Linked DNA regions of Mus musculus: region 1 is linked to region 2. The links are chromatin contacts, called in public Hi-C maps. All regions are on one chromosome and are shown on one strand. Each heading gives the region's core, a stretch centred on a gene start, on an enhancer-like site or on the middle of the called end of the contact. The rest is flanking DNA. Distances are from core to core; before and after follow the strand shown.

Evidence for each region. Hi-C and Micro-C count contacts between places; a contact is called where the count stands out from the background.
Region 1: a contact with region 2 is called in a Hi-C map of liver, with 4 times the contacts expected there. The contact joins the promoter of Akr1c20 here to the enhancer-like site in region 2. A contact is called at or near these places in 3 of 39 promoter capture datasets (liver and macrophages), 7 of 484 Hi-C or Micro-C datasets (liver and nephron progenitors) and 1 of 115 datasets of contacts at active chromatin or transcription factors (liver).

The regions. Positions count from the first base shown.
Region 1 is chr13:4,522,005-4,525,558 of GRCm38.p6, reverse strand. Akr1c20 (aldo-keto reductase family 1, member C20) reads left to right here and starts at 2,215. Exons shown (of 9, transcript NM_001311132.1): 1 at 2,215-2,328. The coding sequence starts at 2,245.
Region 2 is chr13:4,382,975-4,386,374 of GRCm38.p6, reverse strand. It overlaps the pseudogene Gm9973. Among named protein-coding and RNA genes, the nearest start is that of Akr1c6, 50 kb to the left of the region's middle. Within about 2 kb of position 1,279, at least 6 of the 459 cell types and tissues checked have an H3K27ac peak or open chromatin away from gene starts, as enhancers often do. A contact at or near this core is called in liver, where this site is marked.

The sequences.
Region 1 (3,554 bases), core at 966-3,465, 140 kb before region 2:
GTTAGCTGTCATGTTGGTTTGATGATCAAACCCAGGACTTCTGGAATAGCAGCTAACACTCTTAATCTATGAGCCATCTCTCCAGCTCCACATTTTCATGAATGGGAAATTGTTAAGATAATTATAAATCTGGAATGCAGCTCACAAGCAAGAACCTTACCTATTGTGTGTATCATGCTGGGCAAACTCTGAACACCATAGAGAAAACAGAAGAGAAAGGAAGGGGAGCATAGAGTGAGGAGAGAGAGAATGGAAGGAAGGAGGCTACTGATGATTCCAATCCACTAATTTTTTATAATACATCCTTGTTAGAATCCCCCATGTATTTTTAAAATTATTAGAAACGAATGAACTATGCTTATGATATCTTAGACTATAAAATGCCATATACCTGTGTCATTATTAGATTCATGGTGGTGTTGTTAATTATGTTTCTTCTTATTAAAGCAATCACCTATTTTATGAAGCACACTTGTATATATGTATATATACAAAGAATTTAAATAGTACTAAACATTAAAATAAATTATCCTCAAACTTCACAAGGAAGTTTTTAATTGTGCGCTTTGTAATTTTCTTGTTACAGTTGTATCCACAACTTTATGACCAAATTCAAAGGCCTATGATCAAACAAGAAAAGATCAATACACTGAAACTTCAGTACAGTTGAAGTATTTATCTTAATTATTTTGTTTTGGTAGTAATGCTATTCTGCACTTACATAAAAATATATTCAGGAAACTCTTTAAATGGGATTTTTTTTTTCATCATGGAAACTCATTTCTCTTGACAAAGTTAAAGTGAATCATCCTTTATTCTTCAAGTCTCAGTCAACTTTAGGCAAAACTGTATATTTCCTTTTATTCTCCGTTCCCTTTCTGATGTTAAGATCTCCAGGAAGGGTCCATGTCTTTGTCTAGCATGATACTATCCTAAAAGTTAGGACTGACTGTTATAGGCAAGTAGATAAGGTAGATCTCTATGAAACAATAAATTTGGGGCAATAGATGTGAAGTAGATATGAATTGGTAACTTGGAGACTTAGGCCAACTCTGTTAGACAGCAGATTCCTTTCCTAATATTTTCCAGAAGTTAACAAGCTGGAAATCCTTCCAATATATGTCACAACGAAGCCATAAGCACTCAAATGTATTTTGTGAGTTTCAAAAATATCATTAATAGCTTTATGATTCTTTTGTGTATGTTGCAAATTTTCCTTGTTAAAAAGTACTTTGGACACAGCTTTCATATCTTAGTAATGTGATGATTTGCACAACGTATTTTTAAGAACTGCACCTGTGTCACAGGTTATTCTAATGAGATACACAGAAGGAAGATATAGGATGTACTTCACAAATGTGCATGTGTTCAGTTCTCTAATTTTTTCAGCTCTAACACTTGAGGACAGTTTATTTTAATGTTTAATAGAATTTCAATTCTTTGTATATATGTATGAAACAAGTGTTTTATATGATATGTAATTGCTTTAATAAGAAGAATCTTTATAACAAATAACACTACAACAAAGCTAATAAAGAAATAGGTATGAGCCATTCCGTAGCCTGAGATATAATCAGCATAGTTCATTCATTTTTAATAATTTAAAAGAACACATGGTTGCTTCTAATAAGGCTGTATTATAAAAAATTAGTGGTTTGGAATCATCAGTAGCCTCACCCTTCTGTTCTCTTTCTCCCTTGCTTTCTGCTCCCTTTCCTTTCTCTTCTGGTTTCTCTATGATGTCTGAAATGAAACTAGCATTATAGACACAAGATAGGCAAAGTTTTTTATACTGCGCTGCATCCCAGCTTTTTAATTATCTTAAGAATTTCTCATTCTTGAAAAGTTGGGGCTTGAGAGTGATGACTCAGAGATTAAGAATGTTGGCTAGTACTCCAGAGGTCCTGGCTTTAAACATCAACACCCACAGAGCAGCTAATAACTATCAGTATCTCCAGTTTCAGAGGATTGTATGCCCTTTTCTGACCTCCATTATCATCAGTCATGCATGTAATATATGACATAAAACCTACAAACATAAAATAACAAAAAATAAATCACAAAAGTTTAAACCAATTTGTTCCAGTTTCCTCTTCATGTGTGCAAAGCTGCTTTCATTTCTTCTGTCAAACTGCCTTGGTTACTCATTACAAGGACATCTAGGACAAGGCCAAGCATTTATTTATTTTCTGTCCTGTGAAAGAAGCCAGCTCAGTATCTTCTCAGTCAGAGGACTGAGAAGCCATGAATTCCAAGCAGCAGACAGTTCTTCTAAATGATGGTCACTTCATCCCTATACTCGGGTTTGGTACCTCTGCACCTCAAGAGGTAATGATAGCAGTTGTGGTTGAGGGTTAAAACATATAGAGAGTTTGGGTAGGTGCAGTCATTGAATCTGATATGGTTCTTCAGCGCTAACCTGGTTCTCTTTTTAGCAGTCTAGAGTTAGTCCTTTTGCAAGTAAAAGGCAGATGTGACATTAAGCATGATGGACTGATCCAAGAGCCTAGCTCGAGATTATTGCGGGTACCAGTTTTCCCTTCCATTTCTCTCCATCCCAATTAGGAAGAAAGAAAGAAAGAAAGAAAGAAAGAAAGAAAGAAAGAAAGAAAGAAAGAAAGAAAGAAAGAAAGAAAGAAAGAAACAGAGAGAGAGAGAGAGAGAGAAAGAGAGAAAAAGAAAGAAAGAGAGACAGACAGACAGAAAGAGAGAAAGAAAGAAGAAAGGAAGGAAGGAAGGAAGGAAGGAAGGAAGGAAGGAAGGAAGGAAGGAAGGAAGGAAGGAAAGAAATCAAGCTAGCAAGAACACTGCCTGATGAAATTTGATACTGAGTATATTTTTGAAAATACTTCACCTGCTTTAAAACTGTGTTTGTTTGTTTGTTTGTTTGTTTGTTTTTTTCATGTGTTGAGTAGTTTTACCTCAAGTTGACACAAGCTAAAGTCATTTGGAAGGCAGATATATCCATTAAGAGAATAACTACATAATATCAGGTTGCAGGGAATTTTCTAAGTTAATGGAAAGTAAGGGTCTTTTGCTCCAGAACAGTCTATTGTGGGTGGTAACCATCACTGGGCTGGTGGTACTGAGTTCCATAAGAAAGCACACTGAGCAAGCCAAAAAGAGGAAACTGGTAAGCAGCACTTTCCATTACTTTTGCAATAACTCCTTCCTCCAACAGGAGTTTCTTGAGTTTCTGCCTTTACTTCCCTGAGTGATGAAATGTGACATGAGTGTTGTAAGATGAACCCTTTTTTCTATGAATCGCTTTTGGTCATGGTATTTTATCACAAGAATAGAAACTTTTTCAGCATCTAATGTGATGATCATGTAAATTTTTTCCTTGGGTTTATTTACATAGTGGATTATGTTGATGGATTTCCGTATATTGAACCATCACTGCATTCTTGGGATGATGTCTACTTGATCATGATGGTTGAAACATTTGATGTGTTCTTGGATTCGGTGTATGAGAATTTTATTGAGTGTTTTTATATCAATATTCATAAGGGAAAGTAGTTTGAAGTTCTCTTTGTTTTCTTTGTTTGGTTTAG
Region 2 (3,400 bases), core at 30-2,529:
CTGTGTTTACTAGGCCTCGGCATAGTCTCAGAAGAGAGAGCTATATCTGGGTTACTTGTTAGATTTTAAAGATACCTTTTCAGGACTAGTAGAAGCATTCTCCACCTGGAGTCAAACTGTTCAAGTAGTACCTAAAAATCTCCTCCAAGAACTGGTCTTCTAATTTGGCATCCTCCAAGCAATGGGGTCAGACCATGACCTGGCTTTCATAGCTAAAATCTTTCAACAGCTAAAGCTTTAAAACTTCATCTTACATATAGACCTCAGTGATAACAACAACAACAAAAAATGTTAAAATAAACTAACAAAACTCTCATTAGAGTCCAGCAAAGATGGAGAGGCCTATTACCTTGCTTTGATTCAGTGTGCTACACCCCATATAAGAAGGAATTTACCCCCATCCCCCAAGGAGATTATGTCTGAAGACCTCTTCCCATTGCTTCCTAGGCTCAGAAACCAAGAGTTGGCAGAACTCTCAAGCCATTTCTTTCTCAAGTCACTATAAGCACTTTAGTCCTCCACAAATTAGAATGTCCAAGAGATGCAGCCAACCTCTGAGTCTACCACCTGTTTCCTCTTGTTCCAGTATGATGATACTGTCTGGGTCAAGCAGATAGCTGAGGAGGAACTAAAATTAACTCAGAATGGAAGCCATATGGTGATTCTTTCCACACTTATGGCTGTGTAGGTGGCTGGCATTAAACCCTGGATTCACCATACCCAGGGCAAGAAATTGAAATGGATGGTGCTAAATGAAGTGTCTCTGATGACAAATCCATGGAAATTAATATATATTTGTGTCTCTAGGTCCTTCCATTCCCTGATGCTCTACCTCCTCCTAAGGCATGTGTTTTAAACTTTGGGTATGAGCACAGGGTCATGGTTCAACCACACTAAGGCCTAGACTAGGAAGAGAGGAAAACAGATACAAGGATTGCATTAGCTAGTATGACTATAGACCAGCAATCTAATAATATTCCATCTTCTCTCTCTCTCTCATATATATATATATATATGATATAAAATTTTAACTTTGAGATAAAAATAGCATTTATAATTCTATTCTGTCCTCCAGCTGGGCCCTCCAGTTACCAGAAACAAGGTAACTTCCATTTGTAAAAACTGGGGCCATAAAACTGAAGATTCCTGAAATTTTTCTTTAAAAGGATTCTGGCCTTTGGAAAACAGGAAAAAAAAATACTGCAGAGTCAGATCCTATGCCACAGGAATAGACCCTGTCATAAAGTTAATCATTCCTAGCTAAATAAAAATCAGCCACAGTTTCTGGTTATGCTTGAATACCTAGCCAATGAAAGATCTTGGCAAAATGTAAAAGGACACAGAAGCCCTGAAATTGGCAAGATAGACGTCATTGTTAGCAGAACTAGCTTCACTGATTTAGAAAAATAGAGGTGCACAATGCTTTGGCCACTCCTTGAACCTGTGTGTCTGCCAATGTTTTGACCAGGTGTGTGCCCATTGCTGCACCTTCATTAGACTCTTTCCTTGTACCCCTCCCATACCCATTTCTTGAGAATAGACATTGTTTAGATCTGGAAATCCCCTACTCTCCTCCTTCTCCTTTCCCCTCTGAGGGCCTATAAAAACTGGGAACTCTTTCCCCTCGAGGTCGAATCCTCTACTCCTGCGTGGGATATGAGTCGTCCCCAGAGCTCTGGCTTTCCCCGAATAAAGCCTCATGTGGTTTGCAACAAGCTCGGTCTGTCGTGAGTTCTTGGGTGTCTGCTATTTTCCTGAGGCCTGAGCGAGGGGCTCCTCTCGGAGTCTTTCACCACTATACAATATACAGATAAGAGCTAATGATTCTGTCAACCCATTGACTGGCAAAACTCACTATGGCTGGGGGCAGCCCAAATTAATGTTATAAGACTTACAAGGGGATAAAACTTGTCTAATGTCTGAAAACTTTAACCTAGGCACATACCCTTATTCTGATGCCTGCTATTCTCCTTCATGTGTAAATTCAAATGGATAACATTACTGGACCTCTGAGACAACTTGGTCGGCATGTAGCAATGGTTTGACTAAACATTCCTCTTCTGATGTTTTCCCTGCTGAGTACACCTATTGATCAGGACCTGAGTCCTTACAAAACAGCAGTTATATTCTCTAAAAGAAATTGTCCAACAAATCTGGAGAGATTTATACATACTTCTTATGAGATTAAAAAAAAAACTATCTCTAGCTTTGAAAGAAAACCTATTTCTATCCTAATTATTCAACAGTAAATTAAAAAAAAATCTTGCCATGGTTGGGAAATAATTTGTGCCATTATCTGCTCTCTTGGTCTCCCTGAATAACTACTCTGCTGTTACTACTTGCTGAACTTTTAATTCTCATTCTGATTGGATAACAGCATCTTAAACTAAAACAAAATAAGCCCATGATGTTACTCAATCAGTGTATTAGTTAGGGTTCTCTAGAGTCACAGAACTTATGGATAGCCTCTACATAGTAAAGGAATTTATTGATGACTTACAGTCTGCAGCCCAATTCCCAACAATGGAATGGAAGTCCAAGGATCTAGCAGTTACTCAGTTCCACATGGCAAGCAGGCGAGGGAGCAAGAGTGAGACTCCCTTCTTCCAATGTCCTTGATATTGTCTCCAGCAGAAGGTGTAGCCTAGATTAAAGGTGTGTTCCACCACACCTTTAATGCCGGATGACCTTGAACTCAGAGATTTAATATTCTGGAATCCATAGCCACTATGCCTCAAGATCTCCATACCAAGATCCAGATCAGAACCTTCTATCTTCAAGCCTCCAGATAAGGGCCACTGGTGAGCCTTCGATCTCGATTGTAGTTCATTCCAAATATAGTCAAGTTGACAACCAGGAATAGCCACTACAGTCAGTATGACCATTGAGGAATGTAGCAGGGCCCTAGAACTTAGTAAACACCCATATAGCACAACTGACTACAGGAAGTTTTATTCAGGCTGTAAAACTAAACATGTAGACAGCACTGCCTGTCAAAACTGAAACAGAGGCCTAATCCATCAAGGTCCATAGTTCTGGGAAAGTCTCTAAATCTACTAACCTTACTTTTTGGCTTCTGTGGTTCTGCTTCTGGGTAACTGTCCTTGTTAACTGAAGTATGTCAACCCAGGATATAGTTTTTGTGCTTAAAAACTCACAGTGAAGAAGACTCAATACTACACTAGGGTTCTAAAATGCCCAGTGTAGTCTTTTTTTTTTTTTAATATTTTTATTAGGTATTTTCTTCATTTACATTTTCAATGCTATCCTAAAAGTCCCCCATACCCTCCCACCCACTCCCACTTTTTGGCCCTGATGTTCCCCTGTACTGGGGCATATAAAGTTTGGAAGTCCAATGGGCCTCTCTTTCCAGTGATGGCCCAGTGTAGTCTTAAGTCAG